Linked DNA regions of Danio rerio: regions 2 and 3 are each linked to region 1. The links are chromatin contacts, called in public Hi-C and Micro-C maps. All regions are on one chromosome and are shown on one strand. Each heading gives the region's core, a stretch centred on a gene start, on an enhancer-like site or on the middle of the called end of the contact. The rest is flanking DNA. Distances are from core to core; before and after follow the strand shown.

Evidence for each region. A called contact is a pair of places that touch in the nucleus more often than the background predicts.
Region 2: a Hi-C map of hematopoietic stem cells shows a contact between it and region 1, with 2.0 times the contacts expected there. The contact joins the promoter of ical1 here to the promoter of casp8l1 in region 1. A contact is called at or near these places in 2 of 18 Hi-C or Micro-C datasets (caudal fin and hematopoietic stem cells).
Region 3: a contact with region 1 is called in a Micro-C map of caudal fin, with 7 times the contacts expected there. The contact joins the promoter of mcm6 here to the promoter of casp8l1 in region 1. A contact is called at or near these places in 2 of 18 Hi-C or Micro-C datasets (caudal fin and an unstated tissue).

What each region holds. Positions count from the first base shown.
Region 1 is chr6:14,063,161-14,066,860 of GRCz12tu, reverse strand. casp8l1 (caspase 8, apoptosis-related cysteine peptidase, like 1) reads right to left here and starts at 1,634. Exons shown (of 5, transcript NM_001098619.1): 1 at 1,527-1,634; 2 at 1,295-1,412; 3 at 1,099-1,221. The coding sequence starts at 1,634. All of the region lies in intron 6 of l3hypdh (trans-L-3-hydroxyproline dehydratase), which reads right to left. It also overlaps a transcript of asic4b not described here.
Region 2 is chr6:13,857,632-13,861,331 of GRCz12tu, reverse strand. ical1 (islet cell autoantigen 1-like) reads left to right here and starts at 1,991. Exons shown (of 17, transcript NM_201587.1): 1 at 1,991-2,074; 2 at 2,905-2,936.
Region 3 is chr6:13,926,054-13,929,753 of GRCz12tu, reverse strand. mcm6 (minichromosome maintenance complex component 6) reads right to left here and starts at 2,135. Exons shown (of 17, transcript NM_001082849.1): 1 at 1,994-2,135; 2 at 1,512-1,658; 3 at 522-632; 4 at 1-102. The coding sequence starts at 2,094. It also overlaps a transcript of ical1 not described here and a transcript of asic4b not described here.

The sequences.
Region 1 (3,700 bases), core at 385-2,884:
GCAGTTCAAACTGAGCAACAGAATGGGGAAGAAAGGTGATTTAAGTGACTTTGAACATGGCACGGTTGTTGGTGCCAGACGAGCTGGTCTGAGTATTTTAGAAACTGCTGTGATCTACTGGGATTTTCATGCACAACCATCTCTAGGACTTGCAGAGAATGGTCAGAAAAAGAGAAAATATCCAGTGAGCGGCAGTTCTGTGGGCACAAATGTCTTGTTGATGCCAGAGGTCAGAGGAGAATGGCCAGACTGGTTTAAGCTGAAAGGCAACAGTAACTCAAATAACTACTCGCTACAACCGAGGTATGTAGAAGAGCATCTCTGAACGCACAACACAGCCAACCTTGAGGCGGATGGCCTACAGCAGCAGAAGACCACACCGGGTGCCACTCCTATTAGATAATAACAGGAAACTGAGGCTACAATTCACACAGGCTTACCAAAACTGGACAATATAAGATTGGAAAAATGTTGCCTGGTCTGATGAGTCTCAGTTTCTGCTGCGGAATTTGGATGGTAGGGTCAGGATTTGGCATTAACAACATGAAAGCATATATCCATTCAGTATCAATGGTTTAGGCTGGTGGTGGTGGTGTAATGGTGTGGGGGATGTTTTCTTGGCACACTTTGAGCTTGTTAGTACCAATTGAACATCGTGTCAACAGCACAGCCTACGTGAGTATTGTTGCTGACCATTTCCATCACCTTATGACCACAGTGTGCCCATCTTCTGATGGCTACTTCCAGGAGGATAATGCACCATGTCATAAAACAAATGATCTCAGACTGGTTTCTTGAACATGACAATGAGTTTACTGTACTCAAATGGCCTCCACAGTCACCAAAGCTCAATCGAATAGAGCACCTTTGGGAAGCTAGATTCACATCATGGATGTCTGCAGCAACTGTGTAATGCTGTCATTTCAATATGGACCAAAATCTCTATGGAATATTTCCAGTACGTTGTTAAATCTATGCCATGAAGGACTAAAACAGTTCTGAATGCAAAAGTGGATCTAACACGGTACTAGTAAGGTGTACCTAATAAAGTGGCCGGTGAGTGTATACATATATTTTCCTACAAAATGCACTCAATACCTTTATCTCTATCAGTCCCTCTCCGGTCTGCAAGTGATGCACTTTCAAATTTATAATTGTTGATGATCAAACAATATCCAAGAGGTCGATTTGACATGGAATACCACTCTTTCTGCTCTGTCACTGAGAAAATAAGCAGAGTTTAGGAGAAGGGCCAAGCCCTAGATAGTAGTAATCGATTATTTAAAGCCCTTACCTGCACGCTTCCTTTTAGGATAATGGTCAGAAATATTGCAGGTGGATTGAAGAGGCTCCCGCTGTCTTTTAGGTGAATTATTATTTTGGACACCTTTATGTAGGTTTTCCTTATCTTCCTTCATAACATAAATATAAAAAAATACTATAAATATCGAAATATTATGGCCAGGAAATATAATTATATTAAACAGCATGTACCTCAAATAACTTCCACCGAATGGAAAACTCACCTGTGATGTATTTTTCCTCTTCGGTTCATCTGTTTTGATTTTCTCTTGCTCATTTGGGGAAGCTCGATTTATTTGATTACTGTTGTTAGGATTACTAGTTTTATCCATCTGACAGTAATAAAATCATAAAATGTAAACAGACTTTAAAGAGGAAATATATCCTGTGTTTTTATACACTTTAAATACCAAGTGTTGATGCACTCTTAAGCACAATAGCGTGGAGAAATAAGGCTTTTCTACATAAAAATAAAACATGAACATGTAACAGCAGACACTCACCTCGGTCAGTCGAAAAAAAGCTTAACTGGCTCAGTGCAGGAGACTCTCGAAGATAATATGTCGATTTAAGCGATTGCCGATTCGACGGAGTGAAAGTGGACTGAGACACGCAGAGGGTGAGCGAGAGAGAGAGAGAGAAAAAAACAAAATGAACAAAAGCCCGCGAATTTTAGACTCCGCCCCTAGGAAAAAAAGATTAAATGGCTGTAGGTCTACTGGAGAATGTCAAAGTGAAACAAAATCTTTAAAAGACTTTCATTTCATTCAATACATTAAGCATGGGCATCTCATTTCTGTCAACCATCATGTGCAATATTTGTTAATATTATTATTCATGTGTACAACCTGCAACAATAAGCAGCTTATTCATTTTTACTAATTTCTCACTATTTTTTAGTTTTTGTAGGGGGAAAAAAGTGGATTCAACCAGATTGACATACAAATTTTACTAATGGATTTAGTTTTTATAGACTACAAGTCTTAATATGCATATGAGGGAAATCTATCAAATGACACGAGAGAATTTGAATCGAATATTAGACCACCAGCATAATTATACCTCTGTTGGAATACAGGTGGTATAAAACTAATAGTGATCGAATTACCCATGAATATATTTCAAAAATATAGCTTAAGTTAAAAAGGATCACTTCAATCTCGACTATGCACACTGAGAGAAACCGAAAGTAAAACTAAACTGAAAATATATAGTGCAGTATCTTAAATGTCCAATAGGTGGCGGGTTAAAACCACAAGTGTCACCTTGGAATGATAAGGTTCCATCTGCGTTTTGAATGATTTTGAGATATTGAGCTTGAAAGATTTTGCATTCCATATAGCAAACAGTATATGTGTAACATTTATTTTAAATAAAAAGTTATGAAACTTAAAAAACTTATTAAAAAACATCCCATAATGTAAATTAGGTGTCATTTAATAAGAATGTCAAAACCTCAATTTTGACAAAAATGTCCAATAGAACCTTATAATTCTAAGGTGAAAAGGCATCTACAGTATATGCACCTGCACAACAATCATATGAAATAATTAAAAATATATCAAATTAAAATATAAAATCAAAAATATATATTTTGGTGGGCTGAATCTCAGTTGTGGGCCAAATAGAGGAGGAGGGGGGTTTAAATAGCAGATTGAGACCCTGGCCTATGCAAGTGGCAATAAGCAAAAAATTCTTATCCCTCTTATTTCAATTAGCATGTTGAAACCTTCAGTAATCCTTCATAACATTTGAGCCCTTTATAGTTATAATTAACATTTTGTGTAACCACATTCATGATTATGAGGGTTGTGAATCAAATAGTGAGTTAGACTGTTAACCCAAAGGTTGCTGGTTTAATTCCTGGTCTAGGCAGGAATTGAAGATGGAGGGGAATGAATGAGCTGCACTCTCTCCATCTTCAAAACTCAGCTCAGGTGCCCTTGATCAAAGCATCTAACCCCTAACTGCACCCCGGGTGCTGGAAGCAATGCACTCCCCACTGCTCCAGGTCTGTTCACAGTGTCTGTTTGCTCTAATGCAGGGGCGTCAAACTCAATTCCTGGAGGGCCGAAGCCCTGCACAGTTTAGTTCCAACCCTGCTCCAACACACTTACCTGTAGGTTTCAAACAAGCCTGAAAGACTCAATTAGTTTGATCAGGTGTGTTTAATTAGGGTTGGAACTAAACTGTGCAGGGCTGCGGACCTTTTGGAACTGAGTTTGACACCTGTGCTCTAAGGTATCACTAAATATGTGGGTGTGCTTTTGCATAGGTTAAAAGCAAAGGACCAATTTCGAGTATAAGATGTGTTGAGGCCCACTCTTCAACTGTCACAGAGAGGGGGACCACTGTCTAATCTTCTGACATAATGCCCAGGATTGCTGGCTAGACCACT
Region 2 (3,700 bases), core at 742-3,241, 210 kb after region 1:
CTTATTCTCTTTTTATTGCCATAGCACACATTGTATACTGTTGTATGTATAGTGCATGGCAATAAAATGAAAACTTTTAAATTATTAAAATGTTATTCTCTTTGTATTGTTACGGCACACGTTGCATCTTGTTTCTGTTTCATGTGTGCCCTCTAGTCAGTGCTCACTGTCTTCCGTCTACATCACTGTATCAACGGCGCCATCCTCTGGGTATAAATGGCAACTACTCTAAATTAACAAAAATTAAGAAAAACAAAAGCAAACGAAGACTAATAATAATAATAATAATAATAATAATAATAATAATAATAATAATAATAAGAAGAAGAAGAAGAAGAAGAAGAAGAAGAAGAATAATAGGAATAATAATAACAAGATTAATAATAATAGTAATAGTAATAATAATAATAATAAGAATAATAGGAATAATAATAACAAGATTAATAATAATAATAATAATAATAATAACAACAACAACAATAATAACGAGAATAATAATAATAGTAATAATAATAATAATAATAATAATAATAATAATAATAATAATAATAATAATAAAAATAAAAATACAATACAGTCATAAAGAGACACTCAAAGATAAACCAATTATCTTAATTCTACAAAATCTAAAATAAAATAAATGAAAATAAATGGAAAGCAATAATAAAATAAATCATACAAAATAAAAATAAATCAATTAATAAAATATTCATTCTGTATAATAAAATATTAATAAAATTAAAAAAATAAATGAAACAAAATAAAATACATTAAAATAAAATCAAATTCAATTAAAACAAAAAGAACATGTCTAAATCTAGTGAATAATGTTCCTCAGCCCTGACTCTGAAGTATAATTTTTTATTAAACAATGATGATTAAAACATTTAATTAGGTCACATAAAAAATGAATGAATGTTTTGTTGTTGATTTCCCAGAGATGGGTTTCATCTGAAACGGTATGCGCTGTGTAAAAAGATGCTGGATAAGTTGGCGGTTCATTCCGCTGTGGCGACCCTGGATTAATAAAGGGACTAAGCCGAAAAAAAATGAATGAATGAATGAATGTGTTGTTAAATGTATAATAAAATAATTAACCAATAAGCGAGGTAAGCAGCTACTTAGGGCCCCGGGGAATTAGAGAGCCCAGAACAATGCCAAGACACCAGTATTACACAATCTGATGTAATAGAAGGTGTCTTTTGCTACTGCATAGGTTTTTTTTAAATAGAGAAAGCATTTTACAAGTAACTAAATATTCAATTTTTTATTCTAAATATATAAAATGTATTTTATTCTTGAAATAAAAAATGACCTATAAAAAGTCTGTGAAGCATCAAAAGTGGCCTATATTAAAATCAATTTGAATACTTTCTTGCCTATTGTTATCCATGAATTTTCAAATGTATTTTTTTCAAGAGAAGCTAGAAAAACTGTGAAGCTCTAGATTATTATTAATATTATGTTTTAATTTATTATAATTTAAACGGCCAAATTCTGGCTTAAGAAAATTAAATGTGCTGGCCAGCTTGTTATTTGCCTAATAAGGTACAATGAGCCTCAATTTTTAATTAACAACTTTTTTCTACTAATATATGATGTTTTTCAAATTTCTTTATTCTACATTTTAGGAAATATTTTTGGTACATCAAAAAGTGTGGTTATGATGGTCATCCGACAAGCTAATCCAGCTAAAATAGTGCTTAAAATACTAAAATCCAGTATTTAAATCTTATAATTAAATAGAAAATTAGGTGTATAACTGCAAAAAAGTCCACTTTTTGAGAAAAAACCCTGAAACTACCTGTAAAGCCAGCAAACACACCAGTCTGAGCTTCATAGACCTTAGTAACTCCCATAAAGGTCCTTTCATAAATAACATTTTCATCAAACCATTGAGCAGCTTGTGTTTAGGTGCTTTTGCGCATGCGCTGTCTCACAGCTCACGGGAATGACGTGCGTGAACGTTCCCATCGCTGCTCACGGCAACGTCAGCGGGTAAGGAAATGCGATGTCCTAATAACAATTGCTTAAAATGTATACACTTATATCCGATGACTGCGAATTATAAAATGTAGGCACTCCAGCAGTATCAGACAAAAACTGCAGACCGAAGTCGCCATGTCACGTTGGCGTTTTAAGTTAGCAGGGTTATTATTATAGGGAAACGCAGTGCGAGCTCGATGACTCCTGCTTATCTTGTTTGGGATCCGGTAACTGTCTTTTTACAATATTTATTCGTCTGACCTTGCAAAGAGTCCTTCACTCGCCGTGAATAAGTGGCTCAGCCTGTTAACTTTACACAAAGTAGCAGTTTAAAAGCAAAACGCGTGGAAAAAAACAAGCAAATGTGATATATTGTAACCAGAGCCGTGATGAGTTGGATGAAGAGGATGAGGAAGGTGCGACCAGAACCGCGTCAGCTCCTAAAATACTCCCTTTCACTCAAATACGTATTGTTTTGTGTGAAAAAATATTTGGTGATTTAATTGTGTAAACAGACACTGAAATAGCTCAAAACTGTATTCGTGTGTTGATTAAATATCAGAACAGGTGTTTGTTTTTTAGTGTTCATGACTCGAGTTAAACGTCAAATGCTTTTGTTTTTAGCTGTATGAGATATGAGTTGTTGAATTTGGGAAATTATGACTGCGAGAGTCATTGTGAGAGCTAACAGCTGTTACCTCGAAGGAACAAAAAGACAACAGTCTGCAAAGGGCAGAGTAGTAATTCATTTACTCTGTTCATCCATTCATTTCGCTAAATTAAACATTCGATTTGTAAACATTGGAAATTCCTCAAAATTTGGGGTTATAAATAATTAATTTTAACTGTCCAGTGACTTTTAACTTGTAATATGTTTGTTTATATGTTGATGGTTTTATGTCTTATGTATTTCATCAGTGTCTACTGAATGCCACCGCTGATTTTGTAAAGTAAGTACTTTTAATATGTTTTTCATAAAATAGACTTTAAAAAAAACTACCCTTATATATTCACTAAATGTTTTACATATTTTGTCAGTAAAATGGTAATATTAATACAATTTATTTATATTAAAATATTCAGTATTTTAATATATAGCAAAGATACATTTTTTAATCAGTCATTTCTTGTGTTCACTGGCACATAATCTTTGTGAAAATGGGTTTGCCATTTTTAAAAAAAATGTTATTTCTTTTTTGTTGTAAAATTGTATATTTGATGAATTAAAATTGTCACATTTATTTGAGCTTTTGTAACATAGTTAGACAGACATGGTAATATTAAATTATTTGATATATCGTGATCATTAACATGCACAATATTGATATTGTGTTGATTTCAAAACATAGCAATATGTTTTTTTTTTGTTTTTTTTTAGGGTTTAATTTTATAATATTCACATTGTTTGCCATAGCGTTCATAACAAAACCAACTGCTTGGAGACTTAATTTTTTACATGTTAATCTGACTCACTACATGCTGAAATATTGATTGATTATCACTAGTTGATTTAACTAAACTCGTGATAAAAACTACAACGCATAATAACATGTGAAATTTTGTTGTTGTGATCTGATTACAAGTCATAATCTATTTATTATTTGTAGTTAATAACTAATCAAATTCAGTTGTATTTTTAAGCTATTATGAACATAGTAATGTCTGGATTTTTCTCTCTGTTGCTTTTATTCCGTTAAATAACATGTACTAATGA
Region 3 (3,700 bases), core at 886-3,385, 140 kb after region 1:
AAGGTCCCGCTCACCAGCTCAGGGTGAACCGGGTGAGTACGGACCACCTGACCGCTGATGCGCACCAGTGAACCGACCTTCACTGTTGTCAACTCACGAATCCTGCAGAAAAAAAAATACAGCACCATGTTAGTTAAACATGGTGACTGCTGAAAACTGTTAGATAATTTAATCAAATATTAATTATTACAAAAACATCACTTTATACTTATTTAAAACATTCCATAATTGATTCAATGATTCAATAATAACTTTTAAAAACAATGGCTCTAACTATTCTGCATATATTATATCCCATATAGCAGTTTAGAAGTTTCAAATTCAGGTCTCTGGCTTTTAATTAATATCATTAATGAACTATTTATAACCTGATGCTCTTTAATGTTGTTCCACTCGTTTGTGTAAAGCCTAAAATAACCGATTCAAACCAAAAATTCATAAATTCTTTGAGTTCTTGCACAATAGAACTGAAGTCTATTATAGATTTGATTAACAAGTCATCATCTTGTGTATCTGTTTACTTGTGTCTGGTTGGTAGATCCTGGAAGGCCACGTAGAATTCCTTGGAGGTGGGAACTTCTCCATGATCCCGAGCAAAATTACGAACAGCACGGCACAAGTAGGGGTACAGCCTAAATCGAAGACAATACTTTGTTAATGCAGGTACAAACATTGTATTTTAACTCATGATAGTTGGGAACAGAGCGAAAAAGATAATGATATAATTACAAATAGAACCAAAAGGGCGACTGCACAAAATGAAAATTTCCAAGTGCAAACACACAAAAACTGTGCCACAGGTTTTTCCACATGACACTTACAATTCAAAAAGTAGTCCATGTTATATTTATTGACGATATTTTTTTTTCCAGATATACGTTATATTTATTGATGTACAAATACTGTGATAATAACAACCACAATTTACACTTCATTTTAGTTTACATGTTGCTTTTAAAGGGAAAGTTCCCCCAAAAATGAAATTGTGTCATTATTTACTCACCCTTGACTTGATCCAAACCAGTTTGAGTTTTTGTTCAGTTGAACACAATAGAAGACACATTGAACAATGTTGGAAACAGGTAACCATTGACATCTGCAGTATTTTTTGCCCTACTATGGAAGTCAATAGTTACCGATAACTGAACATTCTTCAAAATTACTTATTTTATTTTATTACTTTATTATAACCGAAGAAAATAAATAGATTTTGAAAACTCAAACTAGTCAAGGGGAGAATAAGATGACAGAATTTTCATTTCGGGGTGAACCATCTCTTCAAATGCTAAATTATAATAATTACTTACTGTAGGATTAGAACATGACAGAGTGTTTGGTTTCCCGTTACTGCATACAACTACACTGTTTTCAATATATTTGGTAAATGTGTAACAAGCACGCTAAAATAAACTGTTACCACATATCCACAGCAATGTAATATACACTTTTAACAGAAAATAATTCAGAAAAATGTATGAACACATTTTCTTTTTTATGTTCTGCGTTCACACCTGTAGAATTCCTCCTGGATGGCGGTTGCCAGTTCTTGGTTAAATCCCTCAAGGTCGGTAAAACTGACCGCGAGTGTGTTCCTCTCAGGCCGGATCAGCTCCTCCGCGTCCCGCAGGTACTTCACCTCACCATCGCTATTCTGAAACCTTCACATAGGAGAATAGACGGTCATTTTGATTACTACTACAAATTAATGCTGATCACACGCAACATAAAATAACATTATACACACACACAAAAAAAACATAACAAAGATGGCATGCGCTCACGTGTACAACAAGCCTAACGATTATTAAAGTGTTCAAGCTAGTATGTTCAATGTTATAATGTTATAATCCATAAAATGTAGATTATGTGCGTTAAGAAGAAACCATGCAATATTGCTACTGTAAAAGCGTATACTTGTTCATAAAATGAAAATAAAATGGCATCCGAGTAACTTTCATCATGAAGAACAATGAGATAAACCGCGTTTACTCACTCTTCCAAAAAGGCCTGGAATAATTTCTGACATTTTTCAGCCAGCTCGTCCTTGATCACCTGGCCAGCGTTCTGATTCACTCCAGTCTCCGTAAGATCCATTTTTTCTGTTCAGTTGCTATTACAGAGTTATTACAGTGCTGCGCTCTCCTTCCCGTCTTGCACATGAAACACACGAGCTTCTTCAGGAGTTTTCGCGCGAAATGCTGTACCATGTGATTATTTTCGCGCCACTGTGAACCAATTAGATTGCTGCTTTTCGCTGCTGCGACCACAATTGGACTGTCGTGACCAATCGTTTTCAAGCATTATGTTTAAGGGCGTGGCCTCATGTTAAGGTTACAGGGTTTCCGTAATTTTTAGTTTTAAACAAAGAAAATGTGTTAATACATTATATGAGAAAAGTATTTATTATTAAGACATGTTGAAAAGGTGATTGCTCAAAACAGCTGGAGCTTATCGTTTTTGACTGTTCAGGTATTGTATTTTAGACTTAAAAATACAATGAATGAATAATTTATAGTATTAGTATTGGTATTATATATACATATTTGTATATAATCATATTATTTTAAAACTTATGCATTTTAATCGTGTAGCTAATGTAAAACATCTTAACGGTGTTTAAAAAAACGTATTTTTTTAGACAATTGCAAAGCATGGTCACGTGACACCTGTTACTCTTCTCTGCGCTTTGAGTTTGAACCAATCACAGTCGTTGATGATTATCGGTTAGGACAAAGTTATAACATTTTCTAAAATTGTTAGGTTGAAATTTTGTATACACTGTATATACATACAGTCATTCTGTCTTTAAAGTGTATTTGATACGCGTCATAATTATAGTTCAGTCGAACTTAGACGATAAATGACTCGCTCAGCTCAGTCGCCTCAGTAACGTTAAACGTTAAAAACTTAAAAAAAAAAAAACTATCCTGTCGGTTGTTTTTTAACGTGATATGGGTTTATTTTTCCTGTTTGCCCCTTAAAAATGTCTTTTGTGAACAGTAGATGGCGCTATTGTTTTACTATTATGTAAACGTCAAGCCTTTTAATTAAGACAGCAGATGGCGTCAAAGAGTTTTGTGTTTATGATTTACTTTTATGAAAACAGATTTATTTTCCTCAGACAACAACTAAAATCTCAGGACGTGTATTAAAACTAAAAAGCACATATTAACAGCTTTTATTTCAAAGAAAAAAACCAATTACATGATATGTGTAGAAAAACAAATCGGTGTGTACAGTCATTCAGTAATTGTGATTATTTATCTCAACGTAGCTGCATTAGCTGATTGTATGTTACAAATTATAGTTCTGTAATCTGGCTGGATGAGTGAAATAGGATATTAAAGAAGAAAGAAAGTAAAAGAAAAGTCTATCTAATCTAATTTGGATTTGCTAGAAGAAACATTGCCACTCTGATTGACTGTTTGCTAATATCTAATTTGGTTATTATTGTTAATTTAAAATTATCTGAATGTCACATCATCAAAGAGAACAAATTTAGAAACAAATCTTATTACTTTTTTTATTAGAAATCAAGTTGACATTTTAGATAAGGGAACACATGTTCAGTATAATAGTTGCTGCTAAAATTATTCAGCCTAAATAACTTTTTGTTAGGTTTTGTGTCAATTAATTGCTGATAATGTATAGTAATGTCAGGTCAGTAGCGAGCCCTTTTGCAGTTATTCGCCTATTTTTT